Regions from separate parts of the Sus scrofa genome. Here region 1 is linked to region 2. Evidence: chromatin contacts called from public HiChIP or PLAC-seq data. All regions are on one chromosome and are shown on one strand. The core of a region is the stretch at or near the end of the contact, and the rest is flanking DNA. Distances in the headings are between cores, read along the strand shown.

Region 1 (6,918 bases), core at 807-3,306, 260 kb before region 2:
AATTGAACTCAAGGAAAGTGTTGTGGGAACTTCTAATTTATGGCTAATCAGTCAGAGCCAGGGGTAACAACCTGGAATTGCAATTGGCATTGAGGTGTGTGGGGTGGGGTCAGGGGGTATCTTGTAAGACTAAACACTTAACCTTTGGAATCTGATACCATCTTTGGGTAGAGACTGTCAGAGCTGAGTTGAATGGCAAGACACTCAGCTAGTATTGAAGAATTGCCTAGTAGTTGGAAAAAATAATTGAAATTGGTAGTCAGAATCAGAGAGAGTAAGCCTAGGACATCCAGGTGGACATGCTTTATTAACAGGTAGAAGTATAAATTTGAGAGACAGCATAGAGGTTTTAGACTGAGCCAGGGAAAGGATGAGAGCAGAAGTGAGGGAAATGCATTTGGGATGGGCTCTGAGCTGGTCAGAGCTTTACCTGCAGCTAGGACTAGATACCTTCTTTGGGACTGCTTTCCTAACTGAAGAAGCATTTTCCCCAGTTACACTTAATAGAATTTATATTATAATAAATACACACATGCACACACATGTATTTTTGGAAATTAAAATAAGACTTTTTCTAGATCAGTGTTTTCCATACTTTTGTTTAGGGAGAACTTTCTGGGTGAAGTTAAAAAGTATCTAATATGGGAGTTCCCGTCGTGGCGCAGTGGTTAACGAATCCGACTAGAACGTGAGGTTGCGGGTTCGGTCCTGCCCTGCTCAGTGGGTAACGATCGCGTTGCCGTGAGTGGTGTAGGTTGCAGACATGGCTCGGATTGCTGTGGCTCTGGCGTAGCGGTGCAACAGCTCCGATTCGACCCTAGCCTGGGAACCTCCATATGCCGCGGGAGCGGCCCAAAGAAATAGCAAAAAGACAAAAAAAAAAAAAAAAAGTATCTAATATGATTCTATTATTTAACTGTTAGGCACTTCAGTATATCCTAGAACCTTTGTCCTAGGCTGGTTAATGAAATGCTGAGAAAAGAATCTAAGTCTCTCAGGCTTATTTGACAAGTGAATCTTTATTCTTGGAGTGCTGATAACATCTCCTAGAACTAATGTTTTGCTGAATCATTTGGAAATTACAGATCAAGATCAGGGTACTAAACCTGCATCTGAATCAAAATGCAAATGCCTGCCCTCCACCCATGACCTGAAGAATCTGTAACAAGATCCCCCAGGCAATTCTCTCTTGCTTGTTCGCGCTAGCTTTTTTTGCCACGCCCACCGCAGGTGAAACTTCCCAGGGGCCAGAGGTAGAACCTGTGCCACAGCAGTGTTGACGCTGGATCTTTAACCCACTGGGCTACCTAGGAACTTCCCCCTCAAGTAATTCTGAATTGCCATCAGCTTTGGAAACAGCCGATATAGATCATTTTTAAGGCTCCTTATAAGACAAAGCAGTGTTTGGGAAAGGAGAATTTGAAAGAAGGTGTCAGAAGTATGTTTGGTACAAATCAAGCAAGGTAAGGGATAAGAAAATATCATTAACTGTTGACTAAGACAAGGTCATAAGGGACCTTATTACATGTTTTGGTCCCTGTAAATTGAATTCTACCCATTTCTCTAACACGTTTCTCCAACATGATTATAGCTGTTCACCCTTCCTCTTGTACAGTAAGCTACGAAGCAAGACTACGTGGTGCTATTAGAGTGCAAACCAGCACTGACCCATTTCTTCCCCTTGTGTTTCTTTCCCTCTTCCTGCTTTGCATCTCCATTTACTTGGCTGGCAGATTTTCACCCATCAGGCCTCAGCTCATACGCCATTCCTCAGAGAGGCTTTCCCTGGCCACCTGAGTAGTCTCCCCTAGTTACCATCTCATTCCAGTTTATTTCCTTTTATAGCACTTTTAGAGAAAAATATTGTAAGAGCATTTTAAAACACAACTGGGTATTCTCTCCAATGCTTCACCAACTCTTCATTTCAGTCATGTTGCTTCCAGTGCCCCACCACCCTTCACTCTGCATTGTGGATTTGTGTACAGACACCTCTCCCAAGGCTTGGGCATGGATTTCCTGGTCTCTGGGACTTGTGTCAAGTTAGGGTTAAAGATCTTTCAGGCTACTGATGTTTCTGCCTGCACTCACTTCCTTTAACCACAGAGGTTCTGGTTCCCCTGCAGTTTCCCATTTTCTGTGAGCCACAGAAGGGAAAAAAAAAGAACTCGTCTTTCCCTCTTTCTGCTTGATTTTCTCTCCTCTCTGTACCCCCACAGTCTCACACCCCTGGCTTCAGCCTCCTCCTGCCCAGCCAGAGAAAGCTTCAGAAGGCCTTTCTTGTCTCCCAGTAGGCTCTAGACTCAAGTGAAAACAATTTTGAATTTGCAGTCAAAAAATCCAGAAGAAAATTCTAATTACATAGAGTCTCAGCTTCCTCAACATTCTCTGTTTACCTCACAAAAGGCTTTTATATGGAAAAATAAGCACAGTAAAATGCAGAATAATATTTTTGAAATGTAACCTCCTTGTGACTTGTAAGGGTAGAAATATAATTGTTTGTTCCCATCTCAGATCTGCTGAGTTTGCCTGTTTGATTTGCATACAAAATTAAGTTGCAGCAAATTCTTCTGAGGCTGTTCAGGCGAACTATTGCCTTGGTCCCCAGAGCAGTCCCGGTTACACAAGCAAACTGCAAGATGCTTCAACACAGTGAAGCTGTTGCCTTAATTTACAGTGCTTGCTTAATCTGGCGCCAATATGAGTTTCATAACTTTTTAAATATATTCTTATTTCTTCACTAAAATTAAAAATAAATTTAGTATTTTGCTTAAGTAGAAGATGTGAACATTCCAGGGTTTGTTTACACAACTTAAATTATGCAAATGTTCAAGTACTTTTTTTTCTTTCTTTTGCACTCATCACCATCTTTTCAAGAGAAGTGAAAGTGAATCTTAAGCTTTCTTTTTAACTCTAGGATAAGATGGCTAGGGGCAAGGGAAGACCAAACTTGATTAAAATATGCCTTGCAACTTTATACATTCTTTGCATCTCATGAGTACTGGATTTAATCAGAAGTCTAATCCTAGGAATTACTTTAACAGAATGGTACTAGAAAACTAAAGAATTACTATTACATTTTAAAGAATAAGCCTTGTATGTGATTAAAAACAAAAAATGGAGTTCCCTTTGTGGTGCAGCAGAAATGAATCTGAGTCATATACATGAGGATGCAGGTTCAATCCCTGGCATTGGGGATTGGGGATCCGGCATTGCCATGAGCTGTGGTATAGGCTACAGATATGGCTGTGGCTGTGGCGTAGGCTGACAGCTGCAGCTCCGATTCAACCCCTTGCCTGGGAACTTCCATATGCCGTTGGTGTGGCCCTAAAAAAGCAAAAAAACAAAATAATAAAAAGTTGATTATTATCCAAGAGGAAAATCACCATTATCCTTTATCAATGAAAGGAACTTTTAAATGTTACTGTATTAGGGTTCCCAGAGAATCAGTACCAATGGACTACATAGATATATTTTATATATACACATATATATATATTTATTTATTATACCAATTGGTTTATGTGGTTATGGAGGCCAAGAAGTCCCACCATCTGCTGATCTGCCAAATGTAAGTTAGAGAACCAGGCCAGCCTGTGGTGTAATTCAGTCCAAATGCCTCAGTGGAAGGGGAAGAGGGGCAGTGGTATTTGACTCTGCGTCTGAATGCCCAAATATCCAAGGGCAAAAGATGGATGTCTTGGAGTTCCTGTCAAGGCGCAGCGGAAACAAATCCAACTGGGGACCATGAGGTTGCGGGTTTGACCCCTGGCCTCACTCAGTCGGCTAAGGATCCAGTGTTACCATGAGCTGTGGTGTAGGTGCAGACTCAGCTCTGATTCCACGTTGCTGTGGTTGTGGTGTAGGCCAGCGACTGTAGCTCTGATTTAACCCCTATATAGGTGGGTGCAGCCCTAAAAAGAAAAAAAGAAAAAAAAGATGGATGTCTCGGCCCAATCATGGAGAGAGTTTGCCCTTCCTCCCCTTTCCCTTTTTGTCCTGTTTAGGCCCTCAATGCATTGAATGATACCCACCTGCATTAGCAAGGGAGAGCTTTACCTAGTCTACTGATTCAAATGCTCATCTCTTCCAGGGGCCCTTCACTGACACAACCAGAAATAATATTTTGACTGCTATCTGGCCAGAAATGTCTCCTTTAGAAAAAGAGGCCATTTGGAATGAGACCTTTAACCCAGAAGAGATGACAGATACCACCAGTCAGGTACTCCCTGCTACCTTGAACTGGAGACACAGAGAATAATTAACCAATGGGATTTTGAGGGAGCAAAACCTTGAGTAACCAGCAACCCCTTGGAGAAGTGGAGACAAAGGAGTGGCACTTGTCTTCCTCCAACCACATCCTCTTTGGCTTATTTTTAAATTTATTTTTGCTTTTTCAGACACCTTGAGGGGTAGGGAGGTGTCAGAGTATGTTGATTGATTTATAACTTTGGAAATGGTAGCTGCAGCAGCAGGAAAGGAGTTGAGTCACATGAATGGCTAAGAACAGAATAGGGATTGATGAGATGAGCAGATAACCTATATGCCAGAGCATCCCTGCTCCAGTCTGGAATGATTTTCCAGGTTTGGAAGGCGGTCTGATCTCTAGGAGGCTGAGAGACCTGCAGATTCCTATCTTTCTAAGTAGAACTGGGGGAGTCCCTGTTTGAAGTCTCATTACCTGACTGAGATCCTGTCTTCCTCAATTCCCCAGTTTTCTTGAAACAAATACTTCACAACTTTTTCTTTATAATTTATAATGAGCAATAGAAATTAACTTTAGTTTTTGCCATGGTGAGTGTTTATCAACCAAGAAAACAAACAAGAAACTCTTAGCACTCAAGATCACTTTTTTCTTTCTTTTTTTTTTTTAAGAAAAGTGCTGTGTTTTAGGTGATAATGTAAAAAAAAAATTTTTTTTTTTTTGTCTTTTTGCTATTTCTTGGGCCGCTCCCGTGGCATATGGAGGTTCCCAGGCTAGGGGTCGAATAGGAGCTGTAGCCACTGGCCTACACCAGAGCCACAGCAATGCGGGATCCGAGCCGCGTCTGCGACCTACACCACAGCTCACGGCAACGCCGGATCGTTAACCCACTGAGCAAGAGCAGGGACAGAACCCGCAACCTCATGATTCCTAGTCAGATTCGTTAACCACTGTGCCACGATGGGAACTCCTAAAAAAAATGTTTAATCCTATCTTCTGTTGTAATCACTAATGCAGTTAAGTGTGCTCTTTATCAATGGGATAAAGTTAACCACAGATGAGACACTTTTAGGAGTTTCCCTTGTCAAAATGTGACCCCTTAAAGTTCTGAATGTTTGTAATGCATAAAACCAGTTTCGTTGATGTTTAGAAGGGAAGGTATGGAAGAATTTTATGTTACTGGTTACAGAGCCTATTTTTATTTTTATTCTTTTTATGGCCATACCTGTGGCATATGGAAATTCCCAGGCTGGGGTCAAATCGGCCACAGCAATGCAGATCTGAGCCCCACCTCTGACCTCTGCTGCAGCTTGTGGCAATGCTGGATCCTTAATCCACTGAGCCAGACCAGGAATCAAACCCACATCCTCATAGAGACAATCAGGTTCTTAGCCTGCTGAGCCACAACAGGAACTCCACAGAGCCTATTTTTATATATCACGTTTCAAGTTTGTTATTTGTGCTAATAGGTGTGTGACAATTGTGTGTGTGTGTATGAATTGTTACAAAGATAAGCATTCTATTAGTCAAAGTACTCATATCTTAAGTTTATGTAATATGATAGAACTACAATATTAATAACAGTGCAATTTAACATATATTGCAGTGACTGTCTTACTGAGGGTGACTCCCAGAATACAGGCATACCTCATTTTATTGTGCTTTTTTACAAATTGATGGTTTGTGGTAAACACATCAAGTCTGTTGGAGCCATTTTTTCCAATAGCATTTGCTCACTTTGTGTCTCTATCACATTCTGGTAATTCTTTCAATATTTCAAACTTTTTATTTTTTATTTTTTTTGTTTGTTTAGGGCCACAGCCAGGGCATTCGGAAGTTCCCAGGCTAGGGGTCGAATTGGAGCCTGCACCACAGTCACGGTAATGCCAGATCCAAACCACATCTGTGACCTACACTGCAGCTTGTAGAAACGCCAGATCCTTAACCCACTGACTGAGGCCAGGGATCAAACTGGAATCCTCATGGATAGATACTAGTCAGATTCTTAACATGTTGAGCCTCAACAGAAACTCTGATATTTTCACATTCTGGCATTACTATATTTTACTGTATTACTTTATATAGCATGTGATGTTTGCTTATTGTTGCTACACACTAAACAAAAAGCCTGAATGCTTAAATAACCCGGCAAATCCTTGCAATAAACTTTGTTTTTAGCTTAGTTTGTTTTTTTAATTGTGTTTGTTTGTTGGCTTGTTTTTTTAGTTTCTGTTTGTTCATTTTTTGGCTTTTATTTGTAAAACTTAATGTAAATACCTTATTGCTGCCTGAAAAAGTACAAGGTTCTTTAACTTAACATTCATCCTGTTTTATCCCCTCCCCCATCCTTTTGACCATTACCTGCTAACTTGGTTACTCCTTTCCATTCCTGAAGTCTGTAGCACCTGGCTCTCAGTCTTCATCCCTAATTCTGGTCATTAACCTAATCTATTTAGTGTTCACTAAATGACTGTTCAATATCTTGACCTTCTCACCCAGTTAACCTCATTGTAACTGACTTCAACGCAGCACAGTCACCTTATCATTAAAATCATACCCAACTCAAGTTTTGTCTGCTTCTGCCCCCACTCCTCTTCCCACATCAAAACCACTAATGTAGGAGTTCCCGTTGTGGTGCAGTGGTAAACGAATCCGACTAGGAACCATGAGGTTGCGGGTTCGATCCCTGGCCTTGCTCAGTGGGTTAAGGATCCAGC
Region 2 (6,306 bases), core at 3,753-6,252:
AATAGGAACCAGAATTTTGATACTTAAAGTCTTTATCACAATGAAGTATTAATACAGAAATAAATCCTGTTATAATATTAAAAAATATACCAAAGTTGGATTTACTTGAAGAAATATAAATCTTACATGAAGCTAACTAAATCCTTGATTGAGATAGAATGAAATGTCATGTCTTCTTGATGATATTCTAGTTATAAATTCAGTGAACCCAAATGATTAATGAGTATATTGTAGTGATTTATATGCATGTTTTTAGGTTCAAGAGTATTGAATGAGGACATGGTCTTGGTCATTGAAATCCAGACTTGTTTTCCATCCTGGAAAAGACTTTGTTTAGCATGCATTTCACACAGCTTGAGTACCATGTAATCCTACTGATATTTTTTAGCTTACCAAACTTAAATAGATTAAAAAAAAAAAAACTTTTTTTTTTTTTTTTTTTTTTTTTGGTCTTTTCTAGGACTGCACTCACGGCATATGGAGGTTCCCAGGCTAGGGGTCTAATGGGAGCTGTAGCCGCCAGCCTACGGCACTGCAATGCCAGATCCAAGCTGTGTCTGCGACCTACACCACCGCCCACGGCAAAGCTGGATCCTTAACCCACTATGTTAGGCCAGGGATCGAATGTGCAACCTCATGGTTCCTAATCGGATTCGTTAACCACTGAGCCATGACGGGAACTCCAAAAAAAAAAAAAACCTTAAAATAAACCTTAAAAAAAAGGCAATATGTTCAAGCTCCTAATAAACTAATTAATAAATCATTTTAGATAAGGAGATTGTTACCCATTTTAAAAAGGCACTCTTTGCCATGGTGGATACATGGTACAATAAATATTCTAAGTGTTGAGCTTCCAACAACATATTCACAAACTGCTCTTCTATGTAAAAACTGGCTTTGCAGCACCTGCTTAGGAATAGGTACACATGTTAAGCAAGAGCCTAAAGCACTTTTTTCTGATCAAACTCATAATTCTTCAAATGGTTTTAGAATGTTCTTATATCCAGAGCCTGCAGCAAGTGTTTGGGAAAATGACCAGTAAAAATTGTGTTGTATCTAAGTAGAAATAAGAAATTAGTAGCCGTGTATCCCAAAATGTATAAAATAATATATATATATTTCTAACAACAAAGATATTAATGAGCAAAAGAAATATCAAACCAAAAAAAAAAAAAAAAAAAGAAATATCAAACCTCTGTTAGAATGCCTTTTCTTGACTAAGAAATCCTAATCAAGATTAAGTCTCTATGGAGTTCCCACCATGACACAGTGGGTTAAGAATCCGACTGCAGCAGCTTGGGATACTACGGAGGCTCAGGTTTGATCCCTGGCCCAGCACAGTGGGTTAAAAGAATCTGGTGTTGCCACAGTTGAAGTGTAGGTCACAGCTCCTGCTTGGGATTCAATCCCTGGCCTGGGAACTTCCACATGCTGCAGGTTTGGTCATAAAATTTAAAAAAATTAAATCTTTGTGATTATAGATTATGGGTTAGTCTATGAAATATTAGATCTCTGATTTGATGGGCATAAGAAAGATTTGATATCAGCAACTGAAGGGCAATGGAATAACAAATTAGAATATATTTATGTGACTTTGGAGATTTGGGCTGACCCTCTTGGTTAAGTGAAATATTCTCTTGTAATTCAAGCTGGAAGCTATTCACTTAGGTATTGTCCTGTACTGAGTCTTCCTAATTATTGACTTATTTTTTTTCTCTTTTTCTAAAATAGTAATGCAGAAAGCCTGGAGAGAGAGAAACCCCCAAGCTAGGATTTCTGCAGCTCATGAAGCCTTAGAGATAAATGAGTAAGTGGGGAAAAATCTTGCTTTGCTGAATGTTTACAGTTGCCATTCGTAGAATACTATGCATTCAAACTTGAAGATTATTCTGAGGAAGTATTAACTAATTAAAAGTATTTTTATAAGGGACTTCCACGCGAAGATAGTTTTAGTCATTTTATAGAACAATTTAGCACCTTTTCTATGACCCTAAATTAAATTCTTCAAGGGCCAGTCATGGAATATTGTGAGGACATAAAATAAGTAAGTGCTTTACATATCTAAAACATCTTGATTAGGAAAATTTTCCAGATATAGAATGCTCATCTGTGCCATCGCATTTTCTAGGTAGAACTTGTGCTAGTGGGAAAACATAATAAAAACATAAAGTGAAGAAATTACACTTTAAAAATATTTCAAGATTAAGGCAAAGATAAGAGGAAATGCTGTCCTTAGTGCTGTTGAACATTCTGTGGGCCACCAAGGGAGGCTGGGGAGTCTCATCTGGAGATCTCAGAAAGTGAGAAAGATCCTTAAAGTTGGAGTCATAAAAGCTCAGGGTTGGCAGAGACCTTAAAGGTCATTTAGCTCTAACACCCATCTGGTGCTTGAATCACCTCGACACTGTCCTTGCCAAGTGGTCATTGTTAAACTATTTTATGATTTTTCTGAAGAAAGAGAATCTTTGGAGGTCTTAGTGAAAAGATTCACTTGAGAGTTGGAAATCCTGCCAATGTAACCTGTTGATCTGTTTGGTTTCTGATTCTGTCATGCAACATATTTATTTTTCAGTTTCTTGTCATCTACAAATTTGATATGCCTGCCTTCTGTGTGTCATCTATGTTCCTGATAAAAGTATTAGGATTAGGGATAGAACCCTATGTCATGACATACAGAAACCACCCTCCAGGGTCATGTCTTCATGAATCATCATCCTTTGGTATTTATCGTTCAACCAATTACTAAGCTACCTAATTACACTGTGATTCAGCCCATATATCTGCATTTTGATCTTAAAAATGCCAGTTGTAGCTATGGATCTTTAAGGTACAATAAAATCCCTTAGAATATGTTAAGCTAGCACAACCTGAAACTATTCCTTTAATAATCCATTAGAATATCTTTCAAAATCAATGTTCTGTAATTTGGGAAGTCTACCTTCTTCCCCTTTTTGAACATTTTTTACTACATTTGTCATCTCATCTTCTAGTACCTCTCCATCCTTTGTTATTCCTTAACCATCCACAGAGAGCAGTTCCATGGCCTGCCTACAAGATCTGTTGGCTTCCTGGGATTTGCATATCCCAGTACAGTCATTCATTTAGAATAGATCAGTTATTTGCTACCTTACATCTTTGTATCCATTTATAGTTTATTTCTCCTCCCTTTGTCAATCATTCTCCCTGATGGAGAAACCAGGAACAAAACAGAAATTAGAGAATTTTGCTTTCTCTTTATTATTCGCTGCTACTAATTATAAATGTTCCTTGTTTTGATGTTGTTGTGTGTCTGTCTTTTTTGCTTATTTGTTTTTATCGTGGTTTTGGAGAAGTGAGAGCAAGGGGGCCTTAAACATAATTTAAAAACAGAGAATAGTTGGTTGTCTTTAGCATTTTTTTGTTTGTCTTTGTTTTGTTTTGTAAGCTTCTGCTAATTTGGGGTTGTAGCTCTCCCGACATTACTCTTATAAGCTCATTTCACTCTCTTACAGTCCTTCATTACATGCCCTCTTTCTGTCTTTTTTTACATGTCCTTTAGAGAAACCTTGTGAGAGATCTCTGTACAGCCATAGTGGTAACTTAAATGTCACCCCTCTTTTCTTCCTGAGAGGGTCATTTATGATTGTAGTTATGATTAGACATTTGGAAGTTGCTCAACCCTCTCAAACCATTTTTCCTTCTGAGTCTCATGCCATTGAATCATTCCTCTTTTCTTTGAATTTTTTGAAGTCCACCTTACCTTCTTTGATTATCCTGAACTCCAAAATGACATAGTAACTCTCTCTGAATGTTCCTATCAATTTTCATTTCACCAACTATTTTTTTCTTCTTGGTCAGAATTAGGTCCAGAGTTGAAGTTCCCCTAATTGCTTCCTCTACCATCTGGGAGATAAAATTATTACCAAAGTAAGTCGAGAACCTGTTGGGGGCCCTACTTTTAACCAAATGAGACTTCTAGCAGACATCTGGATGGTTGACACCCCATCACCATACTTTCTGGCTTCTGTATGTGTATTGTGTTGTGACAAGGATGCATCATCTATATCTTCCATTGAGCTGAGCAGTCTGTTCTGTACCCCGCCCCCAACCATTAGCACTTCTATTGCTCTTTCCTTTCTCCTTCACTCATAAGCTCTTAGCATGTTTCTACCCCAGACTCATGAGTTTCCACATAGATGTATGTTTTCTTGGCCAGTAGTGCTACTCTGCCTCTCCTCCTATGAATGCTATTTGTAATATAAACAAAGCAAGCAAGCTACCCCAACCTGTCTTCAGTTCCCAGTCCACCAACTGTAATTGTGTAGCTAATTCCTCTGATGCTATGTCCACCACTCAGTACTATAATCTCAATTTTCACTTCATTTCCCTGGACCCATATTTATGTGTCTGCACCTGAAGCCTTAAGTATTGCTTCTTGATACCCAACCCACTTTTTTTCTCTAGTGAATCACCGGGCAGTTTCGGCATCATTTTTCTTTCCAAGCCATGGCTACTGCCCTCCACAGTGATTGGTTTTACAGCTTTTTTTCTGGGCATTTTCCTCCCTATCTCACTGCTTTCAGTTTAAAGCTCTATTGACCAGTCCTGCCTGAAATCAGAAGGATTGCCTAAGAAACTTTTAAGACCCCTCCTCATGGCTAAGATTAACTAGTAACCCCAAATCTCACTTTAGCTGTAAATTCAGCCTCCTTTTCCTAGCTGGCTATTGCAGTAAAAGTAACATTCGGTTGTAGTAAAAGTAACATTTGGTTTCACTTTCTGTTTGTTTTCTCTCTTGTGGTCTAATGGAGGTTCTGATAAATATGGAAATGACCATAAGAGAGGCAGCGGAGAAAGCAAGCCAAGGGATCTGTACAGATCAGGACCTGTGTGGTCTGCTCTGGCTTCACCGTTTCCTTATTATAGTCCTTTCTTTGACAGTTGGGTTGTTGTTCTATGATTTGGAAGGTTTAAATTTTCAAAGAGTTCCCCTTGTTCGTTGGTTGATTGTTTTTCCTCTCTGACTTCCTACATTAAGAAGTTGTTGAAAGGATTAAATGAGATGATATATGTTAAGTGCCTGGTACAGTGCTTAATATATACTAAGCAACAGGTGATAGCTTTTATTGTTAAAGGTGTGAGATTTAACTCTTGCTTGCTACTTTTGATTTTGAGCTCTTTAGAAATAACTCTGCCTGTAGGTTCTTCCAGTATTCTTCTCTGACAGATAACCAGTGCTAACTATAACGAGATGTTGAAGCACTGCTTTTAAATGAATAACTTACTTGCTTTAATGAATTTCTCATTCTGAAGAAATCCTTAAAGAGAATCTGTGTTTAATAAATAGAAGTAAACTTTATGGTATCTCTAACTTTGAGTGTCAGAAGGAGATGTTTAATAACAGCTATTATCATTGCCATTGTTAGCTGACATTATTGAGCATGGACCACATGCTGGCTACTACTGTACTGAGCACTTTTCATGCATCACCTTACTTAACCTTCACAACAACACTGTGAAAAATAGATTCCATGTTGATCTCCATCAGGGAGGCAGAGTAATAACTTGCCCAAAGTGACACACTAATAAGGGGCGGAGTCCACATGTGAGCCCCATGCTCCTAACACTACTCATCTTATCTCTCAAGCTAAAATACAGACGTTTCTTTTGCACCATTATTTTGTGTCAAAACGACAAACAGGGATGCATGAACCAGTTGGCCACTCTGCATGTTTTGGCATAACTCCTGCCCTTCTGCATGCACTCCTGCAGCTATTACAATGTCCTTGGATTTGTCATTGATGGCAGCTATTATCTGAATGGACAGGTGTGCAACTGCTTATATTCTCTTGGCGGAAGAGGAAGCAACAACAATTGCTGAAGCAGAAAAGCTGTTTAAGCAGGCTCTGAAAGCTGGAGATGGCTGTTACCGGCGTTCTCAGCAGCTACAGCATCATGGATCCCAGTATGAAGCCCAACATAGTAAGGTTTCCTCTAGGTTGACATGTTGGGGGATCAGAATTTTAACATGATTAGTCAGAGAAAATGTTCAGGCCAGTTCAAAATGTGATTTTCCCCTAGATTAGAATAAGTATTGGTTTTTGCTTTTCTTTTTTTAATTAATTTTTCCTCCCCATAAGAACACAGTCCATAATTAACTTATAGCTTCATTACTGCTCATGTTTTCTTTCCTGTGTAGATTCTTAACTCCAGAAATAAATGGTAATAACCTTTAATGGTAATCTTTTTCCGCCTCAGAATTCTTACATATTTTTGTTTATCTGTTGCTTATTTACCCCATAATTTTAAGTCCTAATTGGGAAACAG

What was found. HiChIP or PLAC-seq counts read pairs in DNA pulled down with a chosen protein or histone mark.
Region 1: a contact with region 2 is called in an H3K27ac HiChIP or PLAC-seq map of alveolar macrophages. The contact joins two enhancer-like sites. A contact is called at or near these places in 1 of 5 promoter capture datasets (fetal liver), 2 of 47 Hi-C or Micro-C datasets (heart right ventricle and skeletal muscle) and 2 of 2 datasets of contacts at active chromatin or transcription factors (alveolar macrophages and skeletal muscle).

Annotation. Positions count from the first base shown.
Region 1 is chr18:29,371,964-29,378,881 of Sscrofa11.1, reverse strand. No RefSeq gene overlaps it. Among named protein-coding and RNA genes, the nearest start is that of CAPZA2, 10 kb to the right of the region's middle. Within about 2 kb of position 2,056, at least 11 of the 83 cell types and tissues checked have an H3K27ac peak or open chromatin away from gene starts, as enhancers often do. A contact at or near this core is called in alveolar macrophages, where this site is marked.
Region 2 is chr18:29,117,812-29,124,117 of Sscrofa11.1, reverse strand. ST7 (suppression of tumorigenicity 7) reads left to right here. Exons shown (of 15, transcript NM_001123198.1): 6 at 1,732-1,807; 7 at 5,807-5,961. Among named protein-coding and RNA genes, the nearest start is that of ST7, 160 kb to the left of the region's middle. Within about 2 kb of position 5,002, at least 13 of the 83 cell types and tissues checked have an H3K27ac peak or open chromatin away from gene starts, as enhancers often do. A contact at or near this core is called in alveolar macrophages, where this site is marked.